2 separate regions of the Zea mays genome follow, and region 1 is linked to region 2. Evidence: chromatin contacts called from public Hi-C data. All regions are on one chromosome and are shown on one strand. The core of a region is the stretch at or near the end of the contact, and the rest is flanking DNA. Distances in the headings are between cores, read along the strand shown. Region 1 has its middle 110 kb from the start of LOC103641418. Region 2 holds the start of LOC100196928 (heat shock protein HSP82).

The links. A called contact is a pair of places that touch in the nucleus more often than the background predicts.
Region 1: a contact with region 2 is called in a Hi-C map of leaf, with 5 times the contacts expected there. The contact joins the enhancer-like site here to the promoter of LOC100196928 in region 2.

The regions. Positions count from the first base shown.
Region 1 is chr10:95,798,252-95,802,227 of Zm-B73-REFERENCE-NAM-5.0, reverse strand. No RefSeq gene overlaps it. Among protein-coding and RNA genes, the nearest start is that of LOC103641418, 110 kb to the right of the region's middle. Within about 2 kb of position 1,972, at least 17 of the 20 cell types and tissues checked have an H3K27ac peak or open chromatin away from gene starts, as enhancers often do. A contact at or near this core is called in leaf, where this site is marked.
Region 2 is chr10:95,650,818-95,654,782 of Zm-B73-REFERENCE-NAM-5.0, reverse strand. LOC100196928 (heat shock protein HSP82) reads right to left here and starts at 1,489. Exons shown (of 2, transcript NM_001141944.3): 1 at 1,229-1,489; 2 at 1-1,101. The coding sequence starts at 1,381.

The DNA of each region.
Region 1 (3,976 bases), core at 723-3,222, 150 kb before region 2:
GCCAACGTACCATTATCTATAATGAGTGCAAACATACATTCCACATTCTTAACATAGAAGTAAACAATACACCACACAATGAAACAGATCAATTAAACAGACACGTGGCGTAGAGCTCGTATTTACGACTATGCGAGAAGAGAAACTACGACGGTCAAAGCTAAGACCGAGAGACATAGCGATTACGTTAAGTGGCTATGGACTAAAATATTTATTTCAACATAATTATATTGATTGATATTCATGCAACGCGTAAATAAAATTGTCACTTGGTTATGATTAGTTCGGTACTCGATTAACCGTCGTTACACTACGCACTTTAATTATCATACACGATTCTAGGTGGATCAAAATGTCATCGCGCAGCCAAGTGCACGACACACAAAAACGGTGTGCGCGCTATGCACGAAACGACGTATGACCCAAGCGAAATTTAAAGCGTTACGTCAAGCACAAAATGGCAAACGTCGAGCGCGAAGCGCGCCGAGGGCAGACGCGCACTAGGGCTGCGCGCCGAGGCCGCATCAGGGCGGCTGGCCGCGCACCACGAGTCACGCCGGGCTGAGGGCCACACGTCAGGACAGGGGGCCAAGGCAGGGCCGTGCTGGGGGCCAGGGGCGCGTCGGGGAGGGGCCGCGCTGGGACGGAGTGCTGCACCGGGGAGGGCGCGCCGGGGGGGGGGGGGGGGGGGGCTGTCGGGCAGGTGTAAAGCCCAAATTTGTATCAGAGAAAAATAATGATATAAATACATAAATATATTTGTGTGTTAGTGTTTTGGGGATTTTTGGAACCCTTGCAGATTAATTGGTTTCCTCCCTTTGTGCATATTCAATAATGGAATCAAATTAGTCAAGTAACCAATAAATTAATAAAGAAATGTGTATCTCATGCTGATGTTTTTGAGTGGTGCATTTAATCTAAAAGAGGAACCCTAGTTTGAATTTGAATTCAAATTATGAATCTAAGTGAAAAAACAAAACAGAAAATATAAAAGAAAAGAAAAAAATGGAGCTTCCTGCGCCTAGGCCGAATTATTGACTCCTCGGCCCAGATAATTGCACTACTCAGCCCATGGCGGGGCCCACGGGTGAGTCATAGCTGCGCCACGCTCGGGTCTCACAGCCGCTGGCGGGTGGGTCCGGGAGGTCTTCTCCCTCCCTCTCAACGAGCGCACCATGCATGGCGGGGTCACGTCGATGTCGCGCGGTTCGTTAATACGCCCGAGCCTAATCCACGCCTATTTAGGAAGCCATGACCTGGATCCTCCCCTTCCTACTCCTTGCTGCTCCTCGCGACCACCACCGTAGAGGGACCTCGCGAGTTCGCCGGAGCAAAGATAGCGTGGGAGAGAGAGAAAGACCTCGGGTTGGTGCAGGGAAACCATGCCAACGACGCCGGGGTCTCTGTCGTGGGGGAGGAAAGGTTCGTTGTGCCCTACCGTGCCTCACCAGAGGTGTTCACCGGTTATCGGGTGTGCGCGGGTACCTGCGCAAGCCCATCGGAGGCGAAGGGAAGTGTAACGCTGTGAATCGGAACAGTCGCCGCCTCATCCATCGGTAAAACCTTGAGACCCAATCCACTTTATCTTCTGCATTACATATTTAAGGTTTTCAGTGGAGGAGGAACGCTAGGGAGGCGTAGGACCATGCGCTGCAATGGCACCGCCGTGCGGGAATTGGTGAGCTCTCGCCGCCGGCGTCGGGAGCTAGGGGGATCTCTGTGGACCGTTGATCCCTTGATCAAAGGCTAGGGCCAGACCTCTTGTAAACGGTTGATCCAAGAAATCTTCCCCTTTGATTAGTGGATGAGCCATCGATATTTAACCAAAGGGTGTCGCCGTGTGAACCGTAGATCTCGGGGTATGTGGGTGTGATTAGATCACTCGTATCATTTCGTTCGGATTGCTCAGGTGCGTCCGATCGGGATCAGATGGAATGGACTTACAATCGTACTTCATTAAATCGTGGTCGTAGATATGGGATCAGAGGGTCACGTGTGGATAGCGGTTCGCATATTGAGCCGACTTAATCTGGGATGCACATCTTTGATCCATCGGCCAGAAACAAAAGATACCCCTTCGCGGGCTACGTTTTGCATTAGAGTCCTCGATCTTTTAGGGAATAAACCCACCGTCCAGATTAGTTCAAAAGAAATTATGACTAGGTCCCTGTAAATTGTAATTTAGACCCTAGGTTCCCCTGTATTTATGGTCACAGCCCAGGGAGTGAATAAATGGAATAAAGTAATTCATAAAATAATTTTTAGTATAGAAATAATTCCAGAACCTTGTTTAATTTATAAGAAATTCATTTTAAATCCTTTTTTATTCATTCCAGTTGCATTAAATTCATATTAATGTTGTTTATCACATGGTAACCCTGTTTCATCATAAAATATAGGTTAGAATTATGCACTTAATTTATTCTATACTTAACATTTAAAACTTCGGAAAATCATAACTCTTTAATCGTAACTCTGAATTTAGTGATTCTCAAACCCACGATCTAATTACGATGCGTATAACATTATTATACAATATGTTTTCATGTTTGGTGTGATGTTAAAATCTCCTATACCATGTTTGTTTATATTGTTGCGATTAGACGAGCAAGCAACCGAGGATCCCGGTACTCATCAGGTGGAAAATACTGAGTAGGAGCTCGTTGAAGGCAAGTTTTGCCCTTGATCACTTTTCTTTACCCAATAATGTTCCTGTTAATCATTATGATATGCTAGGTTAATTTTGATGGGACCCAATAGGTCACCCTAGTTTGGTCATCTTTACACCTTGTTTACCACTGAACTTTTGGGTAGTATATGCTATTGCTTTATGTGGTTTTGGGTGTTAAGATACACATTATTCGTGATCATGCTTTTATTACAAATGAGTTTTGTACTATTCATGATAAGATCATTTTGTTAATTGGAACAGGGAGAACCACCTGGGAAAACAGTGCTACCACAAGGGTGGTATGGGACGCCCTTGGCTAACTAATTAGGAAAGCTAGTGGAGGACTACCTTACCCGATAGGGGCAAGGGCGGTAGGGGAGTTCTTGGTATAGGGAGGTTCTCAGGTTGATCTTGCTGAGATGGCATTTTAGACGGGGGATTTCTATATTGTGCTCCTTAGAAACCGTAGCGAGTTTTCTGAAGCTAATGGAACTTTGTAAAGGCCTCATAGTGTTACCCTGCCTTGCTTCCTTGGTAGATGTGTATGGGGCCCGTACAACCCCATGGCAGATGGGTAACATGACTTGTGGATAAAGATGTGCAACCTCTGCAGAGTGTAAAACTGGTATATCAGCCGTGCTCACGGTCATGAACGACTCAGACCCTCACATGAGTAACTTATGGAATTAAATTTAATTGGTCATTTGCATCGCATTGTGGTTTATTTATTAATTATGATATCTCATTATTTGGGTTGGTATTTACTTATACTTAGTAACTGCTAATAAAATTTGACCAACTTATTAAAAGCAATGCTCAACTTTAACCATTATTTGTTGATCAGCCTTACACTTCACATGAGCTCCCACCTTTGGTGAGTTCATGCACATTATTCCCCACAACTTGTTGAGCTATGATCTTTTGTGAGCTCACCCTTGCCATAAATAAAGCCCCCCAGTAGGAGGACTACTATGAGGAGTACGAGGAAGTCTAGGTGGCGTCTCCCAGTCAGCTTAATGGCGCCAAGAAATAATATTAGTTCGCTTATTCGTTATCATTTATTTTTGTAAGACACTTCCACAATTTAATAATATTTGTGACATTTATCTCTATATACTTAGTCATTATATGTATTTTCCTTCTTTGGCATACATTTGAGACGCACCTAGGTTTACCCCTTAAATCCGGGTGTGACAGCAGGGGCCGCGGGCGAGGGGGGGGGGCACGCCGGGCCGCTTCTCCTCTTCCTTCCTCTAATCATCCTCGTTTCTTTCTAATTAAATTCACTTACCGAATAGAATTCTA
Region 2 (3,965 bases), core at 240-2,739:
GTCGTCCTTGTTCTCCGCGATCTCGAAGAACATCTCGATGCACTTCTTGACCAGGTTCTTGCGGATGACCTTGAGGATCTTGTTCTGCTGCAGCGTCTCGCGGGAGATGTTGAGCGGCAGGTCATCCGAGTCCACCACGCCCTTCACGAAGCCCAGCCACTCCGGGATGAGCTCCTCGCAGTTGTCCATGATGAAGACGCGGCGGACGTAGAGCTTGATGTTGTTGAGCTTCTTGCGCGTGTCGAACAGGTCGAAGGGCGCGCGGCGGGGCACGAACAGGATGGCCTTGAACTCCAGCTGCCCCTCCACCGAGAAGTGCTTCACGGCGAGGTGGTCCTCCCAGTCGTTGGTCAGAGACTTGTAGAAGGAGGCGTACTCCTCGCGCGTGATCTCCTCGGGCTTGCGGAGCCAGATGGGCTTCTGCTTGTTGATCTGCACCCACTCGTGGCTCACCTCCTTCACCTTCTTCTTCTTTTTGCTCTTATCCTTGGCGTCCTTGTCCTCGTCGTCCACCTCCTCGACGTCGCCCTCCTCCTCCTTCTTGTTGTCCTCCTCCTCGTCGTCACTGATCTCCTTCTCGGTGGTCTTCTCCGTCCACAGGTAGATGGGGTAGCTGATGAACTCCGAGTGCTTCTTGACGAGGTCCTTGAGGCGGCGCTCCTCCAGGTACTCGAGCTGGTCGTCCTTGAGGAAGAGCGTGATCTTGGTGCCCCGGCCGAGTCGCTCCCCCGTGGTGTCATGCGTGACGGTGAAGGACCCGCCGGCCTGGGACTCCCACACGTACTGCTCGTCGTCGTTGTGCTTGGTGGTGACCATGACCCTGTCCGCGACGAGGTAGGCGGAGTAGAAGCCGACGCCGAACTGGCCGATCATCGACACGTCGGTGGCGCCCGCGGCAAGCGCCTCCATGAACTCCTTGGTGCCCGACCGCGCGATGGTGCCGAGGTTGTTGACCAGGTCGGACTTGGTCATGCCCACGCCGGAGTCGATGATGGACAGCGTCTTGCTGGCCTTGTCCGGGACGAGCCGGATGAAGAGCTCCGGCTGCGCGTCCAGCTTCGACTTGTCCGTCAGGCTCTCGAAGCGGATCTTGTCAAGCGCCTGCAATGGAATGCCATTGCCATTGTCACGGATTAGCTTGTTGTTGGTGTAATGTAAAGCAGAGCATTTCAAGTGTCGAAAATGAAATGAGAACAGAGGATGGCTTGATCGGGAAGGAAGAGCTTACATCCGATGCGTTGGAGATGAGCTCTCTGAGGAAGATCTCCTTGTTCGAGTAGAAGGTGTTGATGATGAGGGAGAGCAGCTGGTTGATCTCGGCCTGGAATGCGAAGGTCTCCGTCTCCGCACCGCCAGCCATGTGCACGTCCGCAGACGCCATTACCCTGCTTGTTGTTGTCGGAGAATCGAATGCTTAGTTGTCGCGGATAGATTTGCTGAAAGAGAGAGAGAGGTGATGGATCGATCACTCAATTGTTGCTTGGTTTCGTGTCACGCCGATGGACAGGCCGGACGAACAGGTGGCTTTGCTTTATACAAACGCGGTTGATCGCAGGGAGAGTTCGCAGGTGTTCCAGTGTGTTCGCAAGCTTTCCTGCCCTACTCTGTTTCGCGTACTCCCGGCTGTTCCAGAGCCTTCACCTCTCTGTCTTGGTGTTGGACTGTTGGGCGTGTGGCGGTGGGACGGCCGGAAGCTTCCGCGGTCTTCTGGTTTCTTCAGATGGATGGAAGGGGGAGCCGAACGCAACGGATCAAACTGAGACTAGTGGCCCAGTTCGTTCGAATCTTCCAACTGATTATGCTCGTGTATGGGCCGGATTCCCATTTCAGCTGAATATACTCATGGGCTGAATTGGATAAAACTTATTTTCTCTATTTTAAATTGAAAAATCTTTAAAAAGTCAACATATTCTAAATTTAACTAAAAATATTAAAATATATAAAACCTATAGCATTAAATAGATACACTATAAACTTTAGAATTTAATATTATTTATCTAGTATTTTAAATATTGTTCTTGTCGTCATGAGAAACATACGGGCGATCGTTATACGTGGATCCTGGAGATATGTTTTTGTTGCGATCGTCTCTCTTGAACGCTGCTTTGACCACCTCTGAGTGCTAGAGGTGGTCATGTTCCATGCGTGTCACCTGACTTGACTTATCAACCTGAGGGAGATGCACAACAACAAATAAAACATCCAATTTCAGTCTAATCGCGTTGATCGGCCCATGCTGGTTGCATTGGTCGCCTCTTGTCATATTTTTTGAGTAGGTTGAAAATAAGTAAATAAAGGTGCATCAAAAGCAACCAAAAAATAAATCTACCTAAAGCATAGTTTAGAACATTATCATTAGTCCTAAATCAACACATGTCATGTGTATGACCAAAGGTGCAGAAACGGACCAGAGAGCCACAAGGACTACCATAAACTAAACCACGGGCCAGATAAATGGTGAGCCATTCATAGAAACATCCTAAATTCGATGTACGGTGCGTATCATACCAACGATCCTATGAATATTCGTAACCACGAGCTGAATCATACACATGAACAAGTACCAGAACTTTCAAAGAAGTCTACCCCGAATAAAAAACACAACTGAGACATGTAAGGTGTCACACCCGGTTTTACAAGTTAAACCGAATACGAATCATGTACGTGACAGGATCAGAATTCACGTACACGACAATTACATAAATGACTCATAATCACACAATGCTTTAAGTAATCATAAAGAACAAGTAATATTATTACAGACCGAAGTCATTAATATCATATAGATCAAAGTGCATATAATAAAAGCATAGCTGTCACACCCGGATTTAAGGGGCAAACCCAGGAGCGAATCAAATGTGTGTTGGGATCAAATCTCATACATATGATGACTCATGTTATAGAAACGAATGTCACGTATTTAATATATAATGGAGTTATGTACAAAATATTTAAACAATTACATCATACGAAGACAACGAGCAATCATAGTTGACTGGGAGACAACAGCCTAGACTTCTCACGAACTCATCGCGACATCCTTCACGCTCCTCATCTTGCGTACCTGCTCTTGACCTAGGGGGATGTGAGTACAATAAGGGTGAGCTCACATACATTCACCGCTCAATAAGTTGTGGGAATAATGTGCATGAGCTCACTTACAGTGGGGCTCATGTGAAGTGTAAGGCTCTTAAAGGAGATGGTTAAAGCTGAGCATTGCTTTTAAAGTTGGTCAAAATTTTATTAACAGTTACTAAGTGTAAGTAGATACCAACCCAATTAAATAAGAGATCACAATTAATAATAACACCCACAATGCATGCAAATGACAGATTGAATTTAGTTCTATAAATTAATCATGCGAGAGTCGTGACCCGCTCTTGACCGTGAACACGGCTGATATACCAGTTTTACACTTTGCAGAGGTTGCACCCTTTACCCACAAGTCGTGTTACCCATTTGCCAAGGGATCGCGACTTTCCATTCATCTCTACCGAGGAGACAAGCCAGGGTAGCACTATGAGGCCTTTACAAAGTTCCACGAGCTTCAGAAAACCCGCTAAGGTTTCTGAGGAGGGAAATATAGTAATCCCTCGTCCAAAAAGCCATCGCAGCATGATCGACCCGAGAACTTCCCTATACCGTAGCTCCTCTACCGCCCTTACCCCTTTCTGGTAAGTAGTCCTCCACTAGCTTTCCTAATTAGGCGACCAAGGGTGTTGCATTCCACCCTTGTGGTAGTACAGTTATCTCAAGTTAAGCTCCATGTTACAATTAACATAATGATCTTGTCATGAACAATAATTAAAAACAACAACATAATTGGAACATGATCATAATTCAAATATAACATTAATCCCAAAACCAGGTACAACAATCGCAAGTCTACCCAATAGTTCATTTGTGTGCAAGGGGTGGGCTAAACAAAACTAGAGAAACCTATTAGGCCCCATCAAATTAACATG